Linked DNA regions of Mus musculus: region 1 is linked to region 2. Evidence: chromatin contacts called from public HiChIP or PLAC-seq data. All regions are on one chromosome and are shown on one strand. Each heading gives the region's core, a stretch centred on a gene start, on an enhancer-like site or on the middle of the called end of the contact. The rest is flanking DNA. Distances are from core to core; before and after follow the strand shown.

Region 1 (4,455 bases), core at 404-2,903, 330 kb after region 2:
CTTCTTTCTGTTTCCTGTGGGGAAGGTGGCAACAGATGCGTCCCCCACAGCCCCTGTACTATGAACAGAGTCACCCGGAGATTCGGGTCCTTTCAGAACCTGTGAAACTGACCTTGTTGGAAAACAGGGTCTTTGGAGATGTGACCCTTTTGAGGGAATGTCACAAGTGATCTGGAGAGGGAACTCTCTTCAGTGGCAGGAGTCTGTCTGTCTGTCTATGGAAAGGTTTAGAGACATCAGCACATGGGAAGGTGGCATGTGAAGACAGGCAGCAGGAAAGGTGGGCATGTACCCACAGGCCAAAGAGAGCGGGGGGGGGGGGGGCTAGAGGGATGGCTCAGCGGTTAAGAGCACTGACTGCTCTTCCAGAGGTCCTGAGTTCAATTCCCCAGCAGCCACATGACGGCTCACAATTATCTGTAATGGGATCTGATGCCCTCTTCTCAAAAAGAGAAGAAGAAAGAAGAGCCAGGGACCAGCAGAAGCTGATCCTTAAAAAGGCAGGACAGGTCCTATAGATACTTCCATCCTAGATATCAGACTTCCAGAGCTACACAAGGTTAAATCCGGTCCCCTTTAACCCACCCACTTGGACAGTCCTAAGACACAGTTTAATCCAGTACCCAGCATGTGGGCCACTCCCAGGAAGCAATTGTGAAGGCAGGTACAAATCTCTAAGCTGGGAGCTGACCTGGCTGGGCTTAGAAATAGTGCTGCCAGCTCTCTCTCTCTCTCTCTCTCTCTCTCCCTCTCTCTCTCTCTCTCCCTCTCTCTCTCTCTCTCTCTCTCTCTCCCTCTCTCTCTCTCTCCCTCTGTGTGTGTGTGTGTGTGTGTGTGTGTGTGTGTGTGTGTGTGTGTGTGTGTGTGTGTGTTTTCTTTTCTGGAGACAGGGTTTCTCTGTGTAGCCCTGGCTGTCCTGGAACTCACTCTGTGAGTTTACCAGGCTGGCCTCAAACTCAGAAATCCATTGCCTCTACCTCCCAAGTGCTGGGATTAAAGGCATGCGCCACCACTGCCTGGCTTCTGCCAGCTCCCTTACAGTCATGGTTAGTACTTGGTAGTCTCTCCGGGTCATTGACTGGCTGGCCACTTCTCTTTTATACTGAGGCCCTGCTTTGAATCAGAGGTTCAGTACTGGCTGCTGACACCATCCTCACTTGAGGATGAATTGGGGAACTGGCCTTTTTTTTCTAGTCCTTATCTCCCCCGAGTTTTGACGGACATTTCCCAAGAAGCCACCCAAGCACACCACCCCAATAAAGGGAGAGAGGAAATCTCATAAGAGTCCAAATGGCCTTCATATATTAAGCTACCAGTAAGTGCAGCAGCTCAGGGTTCGCCCCCCTCGTATTCTCCAGACAAGTTCCCGTGTTAATGAATTCTAGATTCTCATTTAATAAATGTTGCGTGGGAAGCCTCGTTATTCGAGGCTTCATCAATCTCCGGCTGGCACACGGACGCCCCTGTGGAAGTACCTGAGATCGATCGAGCATGGGGCTCACGTCCTCGGTCCTCCGCTCTGCCACCTACAAGAATTCAGTAATTGAAAAGACCTTATAAATCAATACAGCCAAATTGAAAACTCCCAGAGAACAGCACATCATTCAGTGGGGGGCGTTTGTCAGGATTTCTCTCTGCCTTCCCAGGAGGGGGAGATGCAGAAGAAGGGCGAGCAGGCAGGAAGACAGCTGTTGTCCCGACCAGGGAAAGGGGTGCTTAGCGCTCGGAGTCCATTTAGCTTTGATTGCTTGTCCGGCCTGGTTTTTTTTTTTTTTTTTTTTTGACTTGGCCTGCAGTCAAACACTAGATTTTACCACTCCAGACAAAGGTTTGAATTTCTTGTAGAAAGATGGAAGTGCAGAGCTGCCTTGGTGCTAATTACACCCTAGGGAGGACCCCTCTCCAGCTAGAACAGAATGCTTGTAGCTCACCAATCGCCAAGCAGAAAGGAAATGGTGTGGAGGCCGGGAGGAACAGGAGGAAGAGGGGGTATGCTTGCCCAAGGAAAAGGAAGGTGTTTGAGAGCTGAAAAAAAAAAACATGAAGGAAATTTGAAACAATAAAAGGAAATCTTATTGTCGATCGGATTAGCCAAAACTAATTGCCCACCCTTGACAAGGCAGAGGGAGGGGGGAGACCTTTCAGCAAACAGGCAAGGGCTGCTCCAAGCCTGCAAGTCCATCCGCCTCGCCTCCTCTCCTACAGAAACATGCACAGACAAAAGGAAAAGCTGGAAGCCTGTGTCGGTCCACAGGGGGGAATAGATAATATTCCCTTAGGTTATTAAAGAGCTCTTTCAAAAAGAAACCAGGTCTCCTCGTGCCCAAGACCTATTTCTAAGTAACTAAGAAAAACTTGCAACAGTCTGTGTGAGTATGTGCACATAGCAAGTGTTCAAATATGGAAGAAAACCCTGTAAGGATGTGCGCAAGCTGTTCAGAAGTAGACCAGGAGGACAGCCTAGACTGATACTTTGTATTCTAGGCAAAGAAGAGGAAAAAAAAATCTAAGGGGGAGGACAGACCGCATTGATACTTTGTATTCTAAGCAAAGAAAAAAAATTTAAGAGAAAAACAATAGAAATAAACAAGAAATGAGGTCTGTAGATAGCAAACACAACCGCCTGCCCCTGCTCTTCTTGATTTTATTTTATTTTTACTAATTATTATTGTATTAGTGCGTGCCCCGAGATACGTGCATGCTGTGGAGGTCAGAGGACAGCTTTCAAGAGACACTTCCACCGCGGGCTACAGAGATCAAACTTGGGCCACACAGCTTATACAGCAAGTGTTTACTGAGCCATCCTTCCTGCCTTGGCCAGGTGGGTCCTCATCTTAACTGTTTAGAAGGCTTTCAGGCATATGACTTGCTTGTTCTCCTTGGTCCCTTTAGGGCTAGCCATGGGGTGTGCAGCCACCAGAAGTCACCCTAAACGAACAGGTCTAGACAATTTCAGGGACTTAGTATAAGACTTTGAGCTCACCCATTCTTGGTGTTTCTGTAAACCTTTCTTTCTGATTTGTTCCCCTTGACGCACACGAGTCCCCTGGCAATGGGTATTGTGCTCCTTCAGCCTTCTGGTTACTGAAGAAACCAAATTAAGAGAAGGTAGAGCCTTTTACACACATTCAACAAAACATCTGCTGTTCCAGCTGCCTCTGTTAAAGGCAGGACTTGGCTGGGTTTCAGGAGCAGCTAGATCCAGGAACTTGCATTTTCTCAGAAAGCACTTCACCTGCTTGTGTGTTCTTTTCTTATCTCCACACTGGAGCCTACCACTTGTCAAAGCAGTGGTAGCACAGAAAAGTCGGGGAAGGGGTCGGTTACCAATGTACATAGCTCCTTCTTACGAGTACAAAACCACAAGAATGACACACTCACCCAGGAAGCTCTGGAGTGAAATAAGATTTTATCCAAACTTTGTGAACTCAACAGGGGTGTCCCCCCAAAAGAAAACAAAAAGAAAACCCTTCACATCAGCACCCTTTCTTCCTCCTCCTTCCTTCTTCCCTCCTCCCTCCATCCTCCTCCTTCCTTCTTTCCCTCCTCCCTCCATCCTCCTTCCTTCCCTCCTCCCTCCATTCTTCTTCCCTCTTTCTTCCCTCCTCCCTCCCTCTTCCTTTCTCCTTCCCTCCTCCCTCCCTCCTCCTCCCTCCCTCCTCCTTCCTTCCTTCTTCCCTCCTTCCTTCCAGCCCCCACAGAGCCACCAGGAAGGCCTTCTGCAGAGTTGCTCTGACAGCAGACAGACCTATAGAGCATGGTGTTCAGTATCACCAAAGTCTGATCAGGGTCTCAAGGCTGCCAGCACATAGGTCACATCTCATAGAATTTTCAAGTAGGAACTTAAGGGGCTGGGTGGCCCAGTGGTAGCTTGCTTGCCCAGCATGCACAAGGCCATGCTTTTCATCCCAGCACTGCAAAGAAACACAAAAGGAAGCTGACATGGAGTCCTGGGCTTCACTCCTCCTGTCTGATGTGCTTGAGCCATGATATTCACTAGGGTTTTCTGACTGAGGCCTCTTGCCCACCCTGAACCAACCACTGTATTCAGACAAACGGACTGTTTTGATTGCCTCAATCAAACCAATGAAAGCCTATCCCTGGGGGCTGGAGAGATGGCTCAGTGGTTAAGAGCACTGACTGCTCTTCCAGAGGTCCTGAGTTCAATTCCCAGCAACCACATGGTGGCTCACAACCATCTGTAATGGGATCGGATGCCCTCTTCTGGTGTGTTTGAAGTCAGTTATAATGTACATAAAATAAAGGAAGGGAGGGGGAGAGAGAGAGAGAGAGAGAGAGAGAGAACCCATCCCTGAAGCAGGAGGCAGGAGGTGAGTCGGTGGTCCTGGGAACTTGGGAACCTATGGCTGGGTGGAACTAAAATCCAGTTCTCTAAGGAAGGAGGGTAAGGAGTGTGATCTGACCAGCTGAAGTCAGCTACTCTACCCAATCCAG
Region 2 (4,446 bases), core at 474-2,973:
CTGGTCTACAGAGTAAGTTCCAGGAGAGCCAGGGCTACACAGAGAAACCCTGTCTCAAAAAACAAAAACAAAAAAACAAACAAACAAAAAAAAAAAAAAAAGAAAGAAAGAAAAGAAAAAGAAAAAGGAAAAGGAAAAAAAAAAGAAAGGAAAGGAAGAGAGAATCTTATCCAGTTTCTTATCATGGCCTCCCCTTCCCAGCACCCACAGAACTTGCTCACAAGCAAAGCCTTCCTTCCCCGTGAGCCCCGTGAACGGAAGACTCATCCTAACAAGCCCCCGTAGGAAGCAGCCAGGAGGCTCCTGGCAAATCTTCATTGGCTGGCGGTCATTGCAACTCAAGATTCGGGCCGCTGACCTAAAAGACTTTCAAACAGTATAGTCAGCCAAAGCAATGGTGGGCAGTGGGCGCTGGGGGACATCACAGAACATGGAAAATTCACTCAGAACTTCTATGAAATGGGAGCACTCACCCACTCTCCGGATGGGAAAACCGAGGCTCAGGACTGTTGAGCCACTCGCACAAGAAGAAGTTCTGAGCTTGTGATGGGACTGCTTTGTCTGGTCCGTCTAGTCCTCTGAGCAGCCGCCATCTTTGTCAGAGTATCGCAGTTGGGCCTGTGGGCTGTTGACATTTCCTCAAAGAAGGAGGACTGGGGCGGGTCATGGGACCTTAGACTGAATGTCCAGCCACTCCTCCAGATCATTCCAGTGCAGTTTGTCCCTAATTGTCCTCAGGGTCTCAGAGAGGTGCTATAGTACACAGGTAGGAAAACTAACAGGAATGATCTTCATGCAGCTGGCGTGTGTATGTGGGTTGGGGTAGGGATGGGGTGCTGTGTGGGACACAGACCTCCTGATGCTTTAGGGTCACCCAGAGTCCTTTCTATGACCCTGGACTCAAGATCTGTAAGTAACCTAAGAAACTGGCTCCCTGGGGTGAACTTGGACTGGGCTGTGCTTTGTCACTGGGAACTCAGGAAGTTAATGATGTTCATATCTCTCTAGGCAGGGCTTGTCACACCTATCACGTCACGGCACCCACAGAACCCCTGAGGGTTACGCACAGTGTCTGGGGCAGCAGTCCTGCTGGGGTCCCTTGCATAGTGATCAGCGCCCCAGCATTTGCTGAAGACCTAGAGCTCTTCCTCTTCACACACGGCACGAGAATTTCAGAAACTATACAAAGAGACCCCCGCCCCCCCCCACACACACCCAATCACCAGCCACACACCAACCACGCTGGATGCTTCAGGTGCTTGCCTTTCTGCACGGCTTGCAGCCTGAAGGGCCTTTTATCTTCCAGGGAGCAGGGATAGCCTGCCATCAGGGGAGCAGCCGACAAAGGCCTCTGCCAGTCTCTAGCTGCTACCATGCTCACTGAAGCAGCCGGAGGTGGGGGTGGGGTTGACTCTGCCCCCCTCTTTGCTAGACCGGGCTCAGGTTCCCAGTCCTCGGGGTTGCTTTAATTTACTTCCACACACACCAGCGGTTCCCAGCCACCGCGCGGAGTCACTTAAGGGTGGTTGTCACTCGTCAGGAGTGCGAAGAAATAATGTCAGCTACGTAGTACCCCCCTCCCCCACATCCACAGGAGAGGTGCTCCAAGACCACCAGAGGATGGCTGAAGATGAGGAGACTGCCTGCCATCTCTCTGTATGTGTGGTGACGCCCTGTTCACATCCTGGGCGCTATCCACAACAGCGATAAGAACCGCCAGTTAACATACTATGCTGCGAGAAAAGGAAGTTACCGTGGCCCCTCCGCCATCGAGATGGCTCTCCCTGCACCTAGTGAGGTGCACGTAAATCGAGCAGGTCTTTGACAAACAGCCATACCGTGACCGTGTAGTGAGTAGAACCTGCCTCCGTTGCTATTGCGAGCGACCACGGACAGTCTGGACTCCGCTATCTTCTTTTGTTTTAAGATTTCTTTATTTTTACTTTATGGGTACCCGTGTCTTGCCTCCTTGTGCATGCAGTACCTCGGAAGGCCGAAAGAGGGTGCTGCATCCCTTGGAACGGGAGCTACAGAGGGCTGAAAGCCCACCTCAGTGCTGGGCTTTGAACCTGGGTCTTCTGGGAGAGCAGCCAGGGCTTTTAACCAGTTTTTCCAGCCTCCAAAGGAATGGTTCTGGCTCCAGTAGGATGTCAAGAGGCTTTGCTCATCCTACTCAAATTGTGTACAACAATGTGTATAAGTTATTGTTGATACTTCCTATGTGATACCCTCAGCCCAGTGTTGACTGCAGGTCAGTGGGACTATAGTACAGAGAAGGTTCCTAGAGGGGCACAATGCACTGGGTAGAAACTGGAGTCAGAAAGTTACTTACTTAAAAAGTAAACGAGACCATCTGAGGATACTATTTCCAGTGTGCACAAGCAACTAGGGGTCTTGCCTAGGTCACACACAGCCTGTTATCCCCAGGGAACAGGACCAGGATTCTATCTCAGGGGGACCCTGACTGATCTTACCTACCCCAGCACTGAGGTTCAAAAGTGGCCTTGGCTGCTCCAGGCCACCAAGGAGACATCTTTCTGGATAAGATCTCACGGGCAGCCCAGATGCTTTGCAAAGGTTCCTCGAAATATAGCAGAATACATATCTGAGTTTTTATTGCCCACGCCGTAATAGGAATATAACTTATGACTGCTGGCACGCCAGGCTTCGGCAGCCTCTATAAATCTGGCCCTCTGATCGAATCCACATGCATTTCAGCAGAGCTGGGCCCTCGGAGGGGAGCAGGGAAGGAACTGGGGCCAGAGCTTTTGGGGGGGGGTTAATCATAGTCAGAATATTAACCGCACATCCTGTTGAGTTCCTGTGAATAGATTCAGATGTCCCAGCATGAAGGTCTGATTCTGCACACAGCAGAACAGCAAGTGTCCAGAGCAGGCTCAGAGAGCGTCCTGAATGCTGTCAGCTTCAGTTTCAGACCAAGATTCATTTCCCCTGAGAAAAACAATGTTTCAGCCATTCCCGGGGTGGGGGAGGGGGGGTTTTGAATCACGGTGGAAGGCTTGCGACTCAGGATGAAGGCCAGGAGGAGCAAACCGATGGTTGGTTTCTTACTTCCAAAACAGGCTCACAATTTTCAATGAATGCTTGAAGGATTTTTTCTCTGCCTTATAACTTTGTTCCTTTCTTCCTTCCTTCCTCCTTTTTTTCTTTTTAAAAAGCAACATGCCAGTCTGTGTTTGGCTTTATTGGGTAAAAAGGAGGCCAGACACTAGTGGAGAAGGAAATAGAAACTGCAATTGAAGATTAAGATTTAAAGAGGAAGGCCAGGCACTGGTGGCACACGCCTTTCATCCCAGCACTTGGGAGTCAGAGGCAGGCAGAATTCTGAGTTTGAGGCCAGTCTGGTCTAGAGAGTGAGTTCCAGGACAGCCAGGGCTACACAAGACAGAGAAACCCTGTCTTGAAAAAAACAGAACAAAACAAAACAAAACCACAACAAAAAGATTTAGAGAGGAAAGGCCCAAGTGACTCCCGGGCGTTCCAGGGTCATTCTCCACAAGAATGGATTTGCCCCAGTACCACTGCTGTCCTTCACAGAGCGGAGCTTGCCCTGTGGTGCCTCCTGTAACATGACAGCTCTGAGGGGGACCAAGGATCCCCATTTCCCAGATGTGGAGACAGAGCCTAGTCCCACTCCCTTTCCTTTCCCTCTTTTAAACTCATGACCCTTCTTCTTCAGTCCCTAAGTATCTGGGACTACAGGTGTGCCCTTTCCCAATAGGTGTTCACCCAGGACTGAAGGGCCCAGCGGGCCAGCTCGTCTTTTTAATTATTGTTGGTGCATCTTCTGCCTTGCAAGGAGCTTTGTGGATAGATACTAACTGTCCAACCAACGGCCAAGCAAACACAACCGGAGCTGCACTGGCCTTCTTGAGCCAGATCTGCAGAGTTGACCAGTGAACTGGATCTTTGAGCTCTGATCTCTTTGCAAGGAGGAGGGGACACGGCTTGGGCAGTGGACTGGGTGAAGGTCCGCTTATTTCCACAGGGTTTCCCTGTCGATGAACAGAACAGAATACCCACAGTTTGGTTCACACAAGATGATTCCAGGCATCACTGCCTCTCCCTTCCCCTAGCCCCTCACTCAACTGTGTGAAGGGATCTCTTCTTTCCAAATCTCTCTGTATCTTTCCAGTCAGAGATTGAATCTGTAAGGTTCCCCTACAGGCTCGTGTGTAATACAACCAGTTACCAGCAGGTGGGGCTGTTTGGGGAGCAAGTTGTGGAGACTAGGAGTTAGTGTCTGACTGAAAGAAGTCACGTGGGGGCAGGGAAGCTCTTGCAGTGTACATTATCCCAGGTCCTTTCCTGTCTACTATGATGGTCACATCCCTCCAGCCATGGCGTTTTGTCCCAGCACATTGTGCAAAACAGCAATGAACTCACTGAAGTTTGTGAGCCCAGAAATCTCTGCCCACCTTTCCA

The links. HiChIP or PLAC-seq counts read pairs in DNA pulled down with a chosen protein or histone mark.
Region 1: an H3K4me3 HiChIP or PLAC-seq map of embryonic basal ganglia shows a contact between it and region 2, with 7 times the contacts expected there. The contact joins two enhancer-like sites. A contact is called at or near these places in 1 of 39 promoter capture datasets (the SN4741 cell line), 13 of 484 Hi-C or Micro-C datasets (CD4 T cells, the CH12 cell line, the N1E-115 cell line and 10 more), 14 of 115 datasets of contacts at active chromatin or transcription factors (craniofacial prominence, embryonic basal ganglia, embryonic forebrain and 9 more) and 3 of 9 other capture datasets (adipose tissue, embryonic stem cells and embryonic tail).

What each region holds. Positions count from the first base shown.
Region 1 is chr5:113,702,423-113,706,877 of GRCm38.p6, forward strand. The region is part of intron 2 of 1700069L16Rik (RIKEN cDNA 1700069L16 gene); the gene reads right to left. Among named protein-coding and RNA genes, the nearest start is that of Gm46919, 5.9 kb to the left of the region's middle. Within about 2 kb of position 1,654, at least 14 of the 459 cell types and tissues checked have an H3K27ac peak or open chromatin away from gene starts, as enhancers often do.
Region 2 is chr5:113,371,743-113,376,188 of GRCm38.p6, forward strand. No RefSeq gene overlaps it. Among named protein-coding and RNA genes, the nearest start is that of Aym1, 17 kb to the left of the region's middle. Within about 2 kb of position 1,724, at least 38 of the 459 cell types and tissues checked have an H3K27ac peak or open chromatin away from gene starts, as enhancers often do.